3 separate regions of the Mus musculus genome follow, and regions 1 and 2 are each linked to region 3. Evidence: chromatin contacts called from public Micro-C and promoter capture Hi-C data. All regions are on one chromosome and are shown on one strand. Each heading gives the region's core, a stretch centred on a gene start, on an enhancer-like site or on the middle of the called end of the contact. The rest is flanking DNA. Distances are from core to core; before and after follow the strand shown.

The links. A called contact is a pair of places that touch in the nucleus more often than the background predicts. Capture Hi-C pulls out chosen DNA fragments and counts their contacts.
Region 1: a contact with region 3 is called in a Micro-C map of the G1E-ER4 cell line, with 3 times the contacts expected there. The contact joins the enhancer-like site here to the promoter of Gna15 in region 3. A contact is called at or near these places in 9 of 39 promoter capture datasets (the C10 cell line, the HPC-7 cell line, cranial neural crest and 4 more), 3 of 15 datasets of contacts at CTCF or cohesin (embryonic stem cells, large pre-B cells and pro-B cells), 32 of 484 Hi-C or Micro-C datasets (B cells, the BV-2 cell line, the Ba/F3 cell line and 12 more), 7 of 115 datasets of contacts at active chromatin or transcription factors (the 230-238 cell line, CD8 T cells, bone marrow-derived dendritic cells and 3 more) and 3 of 9 other capture datasets (adipose tissue, liver and pancreatic islet).
Region 2: a promoter capture Hi-C map of liver shows a contact between it and region 3. The contact joins the promoter of Nfic here to the promoter of Gna15 in region 3. A contact is called at or near these places in 7 of 39 promoter capture datasets (the C10 cell line, the HPC-7 cell line, cranial neural crest and 4 more), 2 of 15 datasets of contacts at CTCF or cohesin (large pre-B cells and pro-B cells), 8 of 484 Hi-C or Micro-C datasets (B cells, the Ba/F3 cell line, bone marrow-derived macrophages and 5 more), 7 of 115 datasets of contacts at active chromatin or transcription factors (the 230-238 cell line, the SCID.adh cell line, bone marrow-derived macrophages and 4 more) and 4 of 9 other capture datasets (adipose tissue, embryonic stem cells, liver and 1 more).

What each region holds. Positions count from the first base shown.
Region 1 is chr10:81,456,002-81,459,415 of GRCm38.p6, forward strand. Celf5 (CUGBP, Elav-like family member 5) reads right to left here. Exons shown (of 12, transcript NM_001374703.1): 12 at 3,226-3,414. Among named protein-coding and RNA genes, the nearest start is that of Celf5, 25 kb to the right of the region's middle. Within about 2 kb of position 1,315, at least 4 of the 459 cell types and tissues checked have an H3K27ac peak or open chromatin away from gene starts, as enhancers often do. A contact at or near this core is called in the G1E-ER4 cell line, where this site is marked.
Region 2 is chr10:81,425,441-81,428,911 of GRCm38.p6, forward strand. Nfic (nuclear factor I/C) reads right to left here and starts at 1,733. Exons shown (of 10, transcript NM_008688.3): 1 at 1,636-1,733. The coding sequence starts at 1,665.
Region 3 is chr10:81,522,323-81,526,092 of GRCm38.p6, forward strand. Gna15 (guanine nucleotide binding protein, alpha 15) reads right to left here and starts at 1,903. Exons shown (of 7, transcript NM_010304.3): 1 at 1,488-1,903. The coding sequence starts at 1,632.

The DNA of each region.
Region 1 (3,414 bases), core at 65-2,564, 67 kb before region 3:
GTGAATGTGGGTGACTGGCTTGGCCTCTCTGGGCATCTGTTTTTAAATGAGGAAACTAAGAACTAGCCCAGGGTGGGATGGCACAAGTCTGTCATGTCAGCATTTAGGAGGCTGAGGCAGGAGGATTGTGGTGAGTTTGGGGCTAGCCTGGGCTACATAGTGAAACCCTGCTTCAAAAACAAAAATGCCAAAAAGCAAACAAAAACCAAAAAAAATCAATGTTTTTTGCTGTTTTGTGATTTTTGTTCATTCTCCCGATAGCAGAGATGGAGTGGGCAGGAGGCAGACTCCATATCCTTAGTTTATCACTGTGCACTTACGGAGCATAAATGTGCGCCCAAGACAGAGAACAGAGGCTCTGCTGTTGGATTGGTGGCTTGGTCTACACAGCAGGAGGAAGGACTAATGGTGTGCTGCAGGAAGAACATCTCAGGGGAAAAGATGCCTGCTGGCTGGAACTGGTCTCTCTGCTCTTCCGTGATAGGGACATGTTGGGGGCTTGGGTGCTGGGCTGGGTAATTCTCCCTTCTTCTGGATTCTCCTTCCTTTCACCACCTGAAGGCTCCTATGCATCCTTCAAAAGCCCAAACCCTGCCATTCTTTCTTGCAAGGACAGGTTGGGGAGGCTCGGAGAAGATCAGTCAGGAACCTAGGGCTGCGTGACTCCTCTGCCACAGAGCACTGGTTGTTGTTTTCTTTAAGTTTCCTCCTCTTTGTCTCCATTTTACAGACAAGAAAACTGAGTCTCAGAGATGGCAAGTGTCACATAGTCCATCCTCATGGTACCCAGATGGGCACCAGCCACAGAGTGAGTTCTCTGCCTTCAGTTTGTTGACTGAGTCATGGAGCAGGGATTTGCTAACAGTGGACAGCCCACCACTTGCCACAGAGCTTTTCATTGTCTCCTGGGTCTGGTTGGTGACCAAAGGAGTCAGGTGCCCCCCTCTCAGCAGCTGTGTCCCCCCAGCAGCCACTCACAGCTCGTATCTGTATCCTCCCCAGCAACCCCACCCCCAGTCACCACACTCCCACCTTGCAGCCCTAACACCCCCACAGCCACAATCCCTTCTCCCTCAGCCTCACCTCCCCCAAGGTGGCACCTCATCCTTAGCAGTCACAACCCCCAGCATCTGCACACTGCCCGCCCCCCTGCAGCCATATGCCCCTTCCCCTAGCAGTTACACCCCCTAGCAGCCTCATCTCCCACAATCGCACCCCCTCCAGTATCAACTCCCACAGTCACCCCCACTGTAGCCCTACCTCCCCCCAGCTGCAATCCCTACTGCCATACAGCTCCCTTAACACCCCATAGTTGTGCACCTCCACCACTGGCAGCGCCCAGTCTTATCTCCCTTCCCTGGCAGTCACACCCTCCCAGCCGCAGTCAATACCCGCCGCCCCCGCCCCCCGCAGCCTACCCCCACAGATTCAACCCATCTCTGACGGTTGCATTCCCCTTTACCCCACCCCGGAGCCACGCCCCCTCCTGCAGCCTCAGCCTTCACACTGTATGCCCTCTCATGCCCACAACAGGAATTTGCCTTGGTATCTTGTAGTGTCCCTCTGCCCTCGTTCTGTCCAGTTACCCCAGAAACAGAGTCAAGAGGGCAGGAGACAGGTATGGGAGTGGGAAGACAGAAAGAGGGGTCACTGTCCAGTCCTACCAGCTTTCACACACCACATGCCTCAGGTTCCTTAGCTGCAGAAAGAGGGGTGAGGGGGTTTGTGACCCCTCCCTCTGGTTGACTGAGGCTGAGAGTAGAGGCTGTTGGAAAGTGATGGACTGCGCAGGCGCAACCCCACAGAGCCCAGGAGGAACGGGGTAGCGGGGAGCCTCCTGGTGAAAATGTGAGGACCAGAGTTCGAGTCCACAGTGCCCATGTCAAAACCTTGATGTCAAAGCTGCTTCGTAGCTGGGAGGCAACAAAGCCCCCAGGACGCGGGGCCATGGCCACCAAGTAACTAACCTTTCCTCTTATATACAGATCATCTCCTGCATTTTGTCATAGTCAGGGACATCCAGAACACCAAGTGCTCACTCTCCAAAGAGCCTTAGGAAGCAGCACACCTCTGAGTAGCCTAGGCTGGCCCGAAAGTCCTTGGCTCAAGTAATCCTCTTGCTTCAGCCTGCTGAACCATTTTGTAGGTGGGCTGTTTATCTTTAAAAAAATAATTAATTTCCATTTGAAATGAATTTGCTTTAATTTTTAATTTTATTTTGAAATTTATCTTACAATTTACTTTTCTTCCCTGTAGTCTCATTTTTTCTATTTTATTATTCTGTTTTCAGACCTAATCTCATGACGCTGCCTAGGCTGGCCTGCATCACAACATCCTCCTACCTTGGCCTCTCCCAGGTGAGGTTTATCTTTGCCGGTTGCTTCCTATTCCAGGGGTAACTGCTGAGAACCATCTGTGCAGCCCCACCCTGCACACAGAACAAATCTGGCCCTCGAGGTGGCAAGAGTGCATTCATGGCAGCCCGGGAGAAAGGGGTGCACAGATGCCTGCTGGAGAAGCTGGCAAGGGGGCAAGGGTAGCTGGGGGACACGTTGATTTTGCAGACTTTAGGGAATCCATTAGGAACTTGGGACATGATTTTGGTTGGTTGATTTTAGTTTTCGAGACAGGGTTTCTCTGTGTAGCCCTTCCTTTTGTGGAATTTGCTCTGTAGATCAGGCTGGCCTAGAACTCGAAAGATCTGCCTGCCTCTGCCTCCTGTCCAGTTAAGGACATGGCAGCTACCATGCCCAACTCAGAAAAACATGTTTTTTTCTTTTTTAAAGAATTATTCATTTTACGTGTATGAGTACACTGCAGCTGTCTTCAGACACACCAGAAGAGGGAGTCAGATCTCATTACAGATGGTTGTGAGCCACCATGTGGCCACTGGGAATTGAACTCAAGACCTCTGGAGGAACACTCAGTGCTCTTAATCCCTGAGCCACCTCTCCAGCCCTCAGAAAAACTTTTTTTTTTGTTGTTTTTGTTTTTTTGGTTTTTCGAGACAGGGTTTCTCTGTGTAGCCCTGGCTGTCCTGGAACTCACTTTGTAGACCAGGCTGGCCTCGAACTCAGAAATCCACCTGCCTCTGCCTCCCAAGAGCTGGGATTAAAGGCGTGTGCCACCACGCCCGGCAGAAAAACATGTTTTATTCACACATTGGAATATTACTCAGTTCCAAACAAGGAGCACAACACGATGGGAAAACAAGGTGACAGATAATCCCTGTTAACAAGTAAAACTTTTATTAAATAAACTTTTAGGTTTTTGTTTTTCGTTTTTCTTTTCCAGACCAAGGAGAGGTGATTTGCCGTTGAGAAGCTCGCTACTTCGCACACAAACAGGAGGTACGGGGACTCAAACCCCACATTCCCTCTCCACCCTCGGCCTTCTCTCTCTGCTCGTCTTCAA
Region 2 (3,471 bases), core at 483-2,982, 97 kb before region 3:
CAGCAGCCTGGATGGAGGCCTCCAGAAGGCCAGGACGGGGAATTCCACGTGCCCAGGCTGCCTTCCAGCCGGCCACGTCTGCCTCAGACCTCTCAGCCACCAGTAGTCAGTCAGCACAGAGACTCCAGTCTCCCTGGGGTCACACAGCAATTACATCCCAATGCCGGTGCTCTGGCGGCAACTGAGCAACGCCTGCCCTGGGCTGTGGGGTGACCCACTCCTCAAATCTCACTTGAAGTAGAAACTGAGGCCTGCAGAGGGGCAGGCATTTATCCAAGGTCACCAGGGAACCCTGGGTAGGGCAGGCTGGGGTTCCCTCAGTATGAGGGTCTCCCCTGGGGATCACAGAACTGCACCTCTTACCAAGATGGAGGGACCCGCAGGAGTGGAGGACCCCAGGATCCTGTCCCTGAGATGGGCTACCTGGGTCTTCCCTGGCAAAAACAACCATGGCCCTCACAAAGTTCTCCTCAGGACATCAGACAACTGCAATTCCCAGAACCAACACAGTCTGGAGACCACTATGTCTCACTCTCTTTCAGGGGAAACTGAGGCAGACACAGCAAAAAAAAAAAAAAAAAAATCACAAGAGGCTGTGGAGTTGGAAAAGACAGGCTTATGATTCCAGGGGGCAGACACAGCTGGGGGGCTCCTTGAAGGGGGGTCCCCTGGAGGGATGGATGCACCCCTCCCCACTCTCCCTCAGATGCTGGAACCCAGCCAGAGGGGCACAGCAGGGCAGGTGCTGGATTGGCCACCTAGTACGCAGTGTCCGCCAGTCCCCTGCCGCCGCCGCGGCCTCCTCCTCCTCCTCCTCCTCCTCCTCCTCCTCCTCCTCCTCCTCCTCCTCCTCCTCCTCCTCCAGCCCTGGCCTCTGCTCCTCCCGCCAGCCGCCTGGCAGCGCCTGCTCGGCTCAATAATTCAAGAATCAATGCGGAGCTGGGGGGGAGCTGAGCCAGGGAAGGGGGGGGACCCGCGATGGACACCCGCAAGACTGCCCCTCCCCCCGCGCGCCAACTTCGCGCGCCCCTCCCCCTTCGCGCGCACACGTGGGCCTGAAATGGAGGGGGACACTGCCAGCTGGAGGGGGGGGCGGCCACCTGGGAAACCAAGAACTCGCGAACAAATAGTCTAGGGGTCCCTTTACCGCACAGCTAGGGAGACCTACAGTGCAGCAGGGAACCCCAAGATCAGTCCTACGGGCGGGTGGGGAGCGTTCTACGTGCGGGTGGGGTGCTTCCTGCGGACACCTACTCTCTTCTCCATCTGGAGGGGACCCAGACTTCCTGGGTGCAAAGGGTGAGGGCTGTGGGGAGGACGCCAGCCCCCCCCCCCATCCAGCCAAGACGAGAGAGAGTTCCAAAAACAGCCGATTTAGATCAAAGTGGGGGCCCAGAAAATGGGGTTCCAAGTGTGCAATCAAGCTTAACGAGGATGGAATCCCCAATCTCAAGAGTTGCCCGCACCCCAGGTCCATGCCAGGAACACCCTGGCCTGGAAGAGGGTGGGTAGAGAGGACGCGCGCGCTTTTTTTTTCCCACCCCCGCTGCGGAGGGGAGGTTCCAGACTGCAAGAATGCGGTTCCAGGTGGAGCCGGGGTGCGGGCCGGGGCCAGGCCGGGAGCGGGGTGCGTACCTGGGTCAGGCAGAGCGGGGAGGAATACATCCCGGGGCGCTGGCACCGGAGGCGCAGAGGCCGAGCGGCCGCCGAACTTACTGAGTCATTTTTGCAGCCGCCCTCCCGCTCCTCCCTCCGCCGTCCTCCCCGCCCCGCGCCGCCTCTCGCCCGCCCCCGCTCCCTCCCTGCCGCCCGCATCCAACTTTCAAAGAAATCGCCGACAGCAAACAAGCAAGCAAACAAACAAACAAACTATGTCTCTACACGCGGACCCCCTAGTCCCCTCCCTCTAGAGCTATCCATTTGTAGAGGAGGACACAGCGATCAGGTCCACGAGATGGGGCTGAGCCCTTAGCTGCCCCCCACATCCCACCTGAGTCCCTGCAGCAGCCTGCCTCTGCCCCCAACTGTACCCCAAACTCCATCTGTCCCCTCACCTGTGCCCTCAAAGTGGCCACTGCCAGTAGGGTAGAGGGGGACCAGTGTGGGAGGCTTTCCCTTAAAAAGCCAATAAGTGGTCTAGCAGCAGGTATGGGGTCCCTGGGAAGGGTGCGGTGCAGGACTCAAGGCCAGGCCAGGCTCTGACACTACTGTGTGATAAAGAGCAGAGTGGGGTGATCCAGGCCAACCAGGTCCCCAAGTTTAGATCAGTGTCCAGGCTGCCCATTTCATATTTGGGGAATCTGAGGCACAGGGAAATCTCACTCCAACTAACTTCATTTTTCTTCTCTTTTCTTCCCTTCCTTCCTTTCTTTTAATTATTACTATTTTTGAGCCAGAGTCTCATGTTGCCCAGGTTGGCCTTGAACTCACTATGTAGCTAAAGATGACCTTGAACTCTGGATCCTCCTACTTCAGCCTCCTGGGAAGACAGGTATGCTGGGCCTTGCCCAGCTGGAGATCACCTTTCTGAAGGCAGCGTCTGAAGAAGCCTGCACACCCCCACCCCGGCCACCAGTGTCCACTCACAAGTCTAGGCCTTTTTCAATTATTTCTCTCCCAGGGACCCAAGGACATGGGATGTGAGGGCTGGGGGGAGAGTGTGCTACAGAGCAGTAAGATGCTTTAATCCGTTATCACTGTAATTCCAGTGAAGCCAAGGCCCAGAGAAGGAAACCACTGGTTGGGGTGTCGGGTCCCAGGTGCCTGCCTGGCACACCGGCCACCTGGTCCATACCCCAGGAGATGCCTGTGAGTGACACTATTAGGAGTACCCACGGATACTGACCAAACCACCTGTCAGATTGGATGCGCGCCCTTGGGATGTCCAGGACACCAGGGCCCACACCTGTCATCCCAGCAGGGATGAAGAGGCAGGAGTGTCAGAAGCCAAAGGCCAGCCTGGGCTACATGAGCCCATACTGATCACCTCCCTATATTAGGGACAGCACACAGCAGGTTCAATGCATGCATAGTGTGCATGTGTGGCTCTGTCCCAGCCAATAAACATCATTCTCCCTGAACCTCAGTTTCCCCGTGGGTGTCTAATGTTCTGGGTTGTGGAGATGCAAGCAGACACCAGCACCGAGGTGACCATGTGCCAAGGGTGCATCGGGAGGCTCAGGAGGACACTAGACTTGTACCTCAGCTGCATATGACCCATTTGTTAAAAAAATAAAAAGTCAGGGTGCTGGAGAGACAGCTCAGCAGTTACAGTCCCAGCTGCTCTAGCAGAGGAACCCAGTTTCGGTTCCCAGCACCACCCACATGGCAGCTCACAACGGTCGTGGGACCCCGACACCCCCACATGTGGGGCACACAGATATAAATAACAAAATAAACAGAAATAAATCTAAATATACAAATTAAAGCCAGGCATGGTGGTGCATGACTTTAACCCCAGTGCTCAGGGGG
Region 3 (3,770 bases), core at 653-3,152:
GGAAGAGCAGTCGGGTGCTCTTACCCACTGAGCCGTCTCACCAGCCCAAAAATTCAAATCTTTTATTCAAACCTCCGATGAGTGGAGCCAGGAAACCAAATGTGTGCTTGGAGAATTTTGAGGAAGAGACGTGGGGACTCCCATCTGAGGGGTGAAGTTAGGGTAGAATGTGGCTTTGTGCTATATCAGAATTATTTTAAGGGCTGGAGAGATGGCTTAGCGGTTAAGAGCATTGGCTGCTTGCTCTTCCAGAGGTCCTGAGTTCAATTCCCAGCACCCACATGGTGGCTCACAACCATCTGCAGTGGGATCTGATGCCCTCTTCTGGTGTGTCTGAAGACAGCTACAGTGTACTCATATAAATGAAATAGATAAATCTAAAAAGAAAGAAAGAAAGAAAGAAAGAAAGAAAGAAAGAAAGAAAGAAAGAAAGAAAGAAAATTATTTTAAAAGGAAGAAAAAAATTCCCCTTTCAGAAATAGGAATTAAAAAGCACATATTGAGCTATAATTATTTCATCTGCTTATGGACCTTATTTCGTTCCTCAAAGAACATGTGATTCTTTGATGGGATCATCATCACCATCACCCCCCCCACCATCATCATCACCACCATCATCATCATCATCAGACTGGGTCTCAGTATGTAGCTCAGGTGGTTTTGAACTCATGGCAATTCTGATATCTCAGTTATCCAAGTGCTAGGATTACCAGTGTGAAAAACTATGCCTAGCTTTTAGTTCTAAAACAGGGAGTCTTTTGGCCCAGGCTAGCCTCAAACTCTTGTAGCTCAGTGTGACCCTGATCCCATGATGTTCCTGCCTCTGTCTCCGCAATGCTTGGTGACACAATCGTACCTCCCGTGCCTGGCTCATGTGGCCTTGGGATGGAAACCAAGCTCTCCCTGATGCTCAGGGATCTTCCTGCCTGCTGAGCCCCAGTTCCTGTTCTGCCCCTCCCCACTTTTATCAATTTCCGATACAATGTCTCACATGGTCTAGTCTGGCCTCTAATTCACAACCTTCTGGCCTCAGTGTCCCAAGGAATAAAGGATTTTGAAGGAATGAAGGATTTGATTGAAACAAGTGAAGCATTTTGGTCAGTTCGAGAGTTTAGAATTTTTAGTGAATGAGTGAATGAATGAATCCACTGATGCTCATAAGCCCAGAACAAAGCGCTTGGTGACCATGACCAGCAGCTTGGAGCCCTGGCTCAGGCAGTCGGAGGAAGAGACTTAGGCCCTCCCTGAGCCAGCCTGAAGCTCACCTTCATTCCCTTCCCGTGACACATACAGGTGTGTTTATGTGGTAGCACCCGCCAGGGCCACCTCCCCGCAGCCAGATGCACGACTCAGCCGCGAATGAGAGACTCAGCTTCTTGAAGCTTTGCTCTCCCCATCTAGAAAATGGGTCGGCAAGCGAGTCCCTGCTGCCTCCGGAGTCGTTGGCCCCGCCCGCTCTCGGCCCCTGTGCTGCATTCCACACTCACCCAACAGCAGGAGTTTCAATTCCTCGCGCTCTTGTTTTTTCTGTTCCAACAAAATCCTGTTGATCTCCTGGTCGATTCTGGCGGCAGTCTTCTCCTCCTCTGTCAGGCACCAGGGACAGCAGCCCCAAGTCAGGGACCGGGCCATGGTGGGCGCTTCACAGACCACCAGGTGACATCACAGGGCCTGCAGAGCCCAACTGTGGGACTCTTTCTTCTCCGGATGGAGTGGAGGTGGGGGTGGAGGTCACCCCAGGGCCCTCCGTGTCCCTGCCTAGGGCCTGTGGGAGCCCAGGCAAGGGCTTCAAGAGGCCTGGGTGCTGGAAACAGGGCGGGGACCTGGGTGCTGCTTCCCGCCCCCTCCAACTTGCCCAGACCTGGCCCTGCCCGCCAGACAGGTCGGTGGTGGAAGCTCCAGCAGATGAGGAGGGAGGGGTGGCTGCCTTCTGGGAGCACAGTCCTCGAGGTGTCTAACTTGACCCTCCTTCCTCCTTCCCTAAGAGAGTGGCCTCACCCCTGGGCTTCTGACACTGCTGGCCCCAGCTGCCCCCTCCTCTGGGCCAAATAGGAAGCGACCAGTGGGCACAGCTATTGCTCAGGGCTGATTTCAGAACTGCTGAGGCGGGAGGGAAGTCTGTGCTTCCGTGTCTGTCTGGCCTTCCTCAGCACACACTCACTAGTTTGACAGCTGAGGAGACTAAGGCATGGAGTAAAGGCAGGGACTTCCCCAAGACCCATGGAGGAAGCAGAGGGTCATGTCTGGCCCCTTGAGTCCCAGAGAGATTAGCAAGAAGCAGAAGAATCAGTGAGAGAGGGACTGATGCATTTATGGAATGCCTACTGTATACCAGGAAGGCTTCTATTTTGCTCCACAGAGGACAAAACAGAACTTTTTTTGTAAAGTTGGGTGACGGAGAGCTGTTTCAGCGGGTGAAGAAACTTGTGCTGTAGCCTGACCAGAGTCATCCCTGGGGCTCATATGATGGGACGGAGAACCAATTCTGTGGATTACCCTCTGCCTTCCACCTAAATCCCAAACCAAACAGATGGCGACAAGTTCTAAAAGTGCTGCACAGCCATCGAAGGGCTGGGGGCGTAGCTTTAATAGGGAGTCAGGAGAGTAAAGGTGACAGACACTAAAGGACTCTGGGAGCTGAATCACTGGGCTGAGCCCCTCAGACCCCAGGCTACACAGAGTGAAAGTTCTAGATCCTTCTGGCTCGTGTATCTCTAGCCTGGGGAGATAAGCGTAGCCTGGGAGCCTCTTGTCATGCAACTGATCTGGTTCAGAGAGGGTGTTAGACCCCGGAAACACAACTTCCTAGCCTTCGTCCTCCCCTGCTCCAGGTTGGTGGCAGACGGACATCGACAGGTTGGCAGGCCCACGCCTGCTCCACGCTGACTTCAGTTGACTGTTGATTCCTATTGCAGGAGATGGGAAGTGTGATAGGGGCGGGGTGGGGTCACTGAGGCCAGAGGGAGCTTCCCCGCCCACTGAGACTTGTACTGTGGTTGATAGGGAGCAAGCTGGGGGTTGGGTGGGGTTGATGGCGGGGGGGGGGGGGGGGGTGCATCAGAACTGGCCTGGGCTTGCAGAAGCTGGAGAGGCAGCACCCTGCTTGGTCCTTTTGGGGCCAGACACAAGGCCCTTGGGACAACACAGTGGGGACCAAAGCCTCGCTCTGATGCCTCCTGTGGCCCCCACCATTGCCCTCTGTGGGGGTTCCAGCAAGTGGAGCCTGTGAGTCCTGGGCCAGCCTGTGCCACAAAGTGAGACCCTGTCTGAATGTTTACAGGGGTGTGTACTGGGTGGTAAGTTCCCTGTACTTCCGTGAAAACATTGTATCAACTGCTAATAGGAACCTGTTCTCTGTTTTTTTCTACTAATAGACTTTCTTTCTTTCTTTTTTTTTAAAGATTTATTTATTTATTATATGTAAGTACACCATAGCTGTCTTCAGACACCCCAGAAGAGATTCAGTTATCATTACAGATGGTTGTGAGCCACCATGTGGCTGCTGGGATTTGAACTCAGGGCCTTCGGAAGAGCAGTCGGTGCTCTTAACCACTGAGCCATCTCTCCAGCCCACTTTCTTTCTTTCTTTCTTTCTTTCTTTCTTTCTTTCTTTCTTTCTTTCTTTCTTTCTTCCCTTCCCTTCCCTTCCCTTCCCTTCCCTTCCCTTCCCTTCCCTTCCCTTCCCTTCCCTTCCCTTCCCTTCCCTTCCCTTCCCTTCCCTTCCCCTTCCTTCCTTCCTTTCTTTCTTTTTTTCTTTCTTTCTTTTTGAG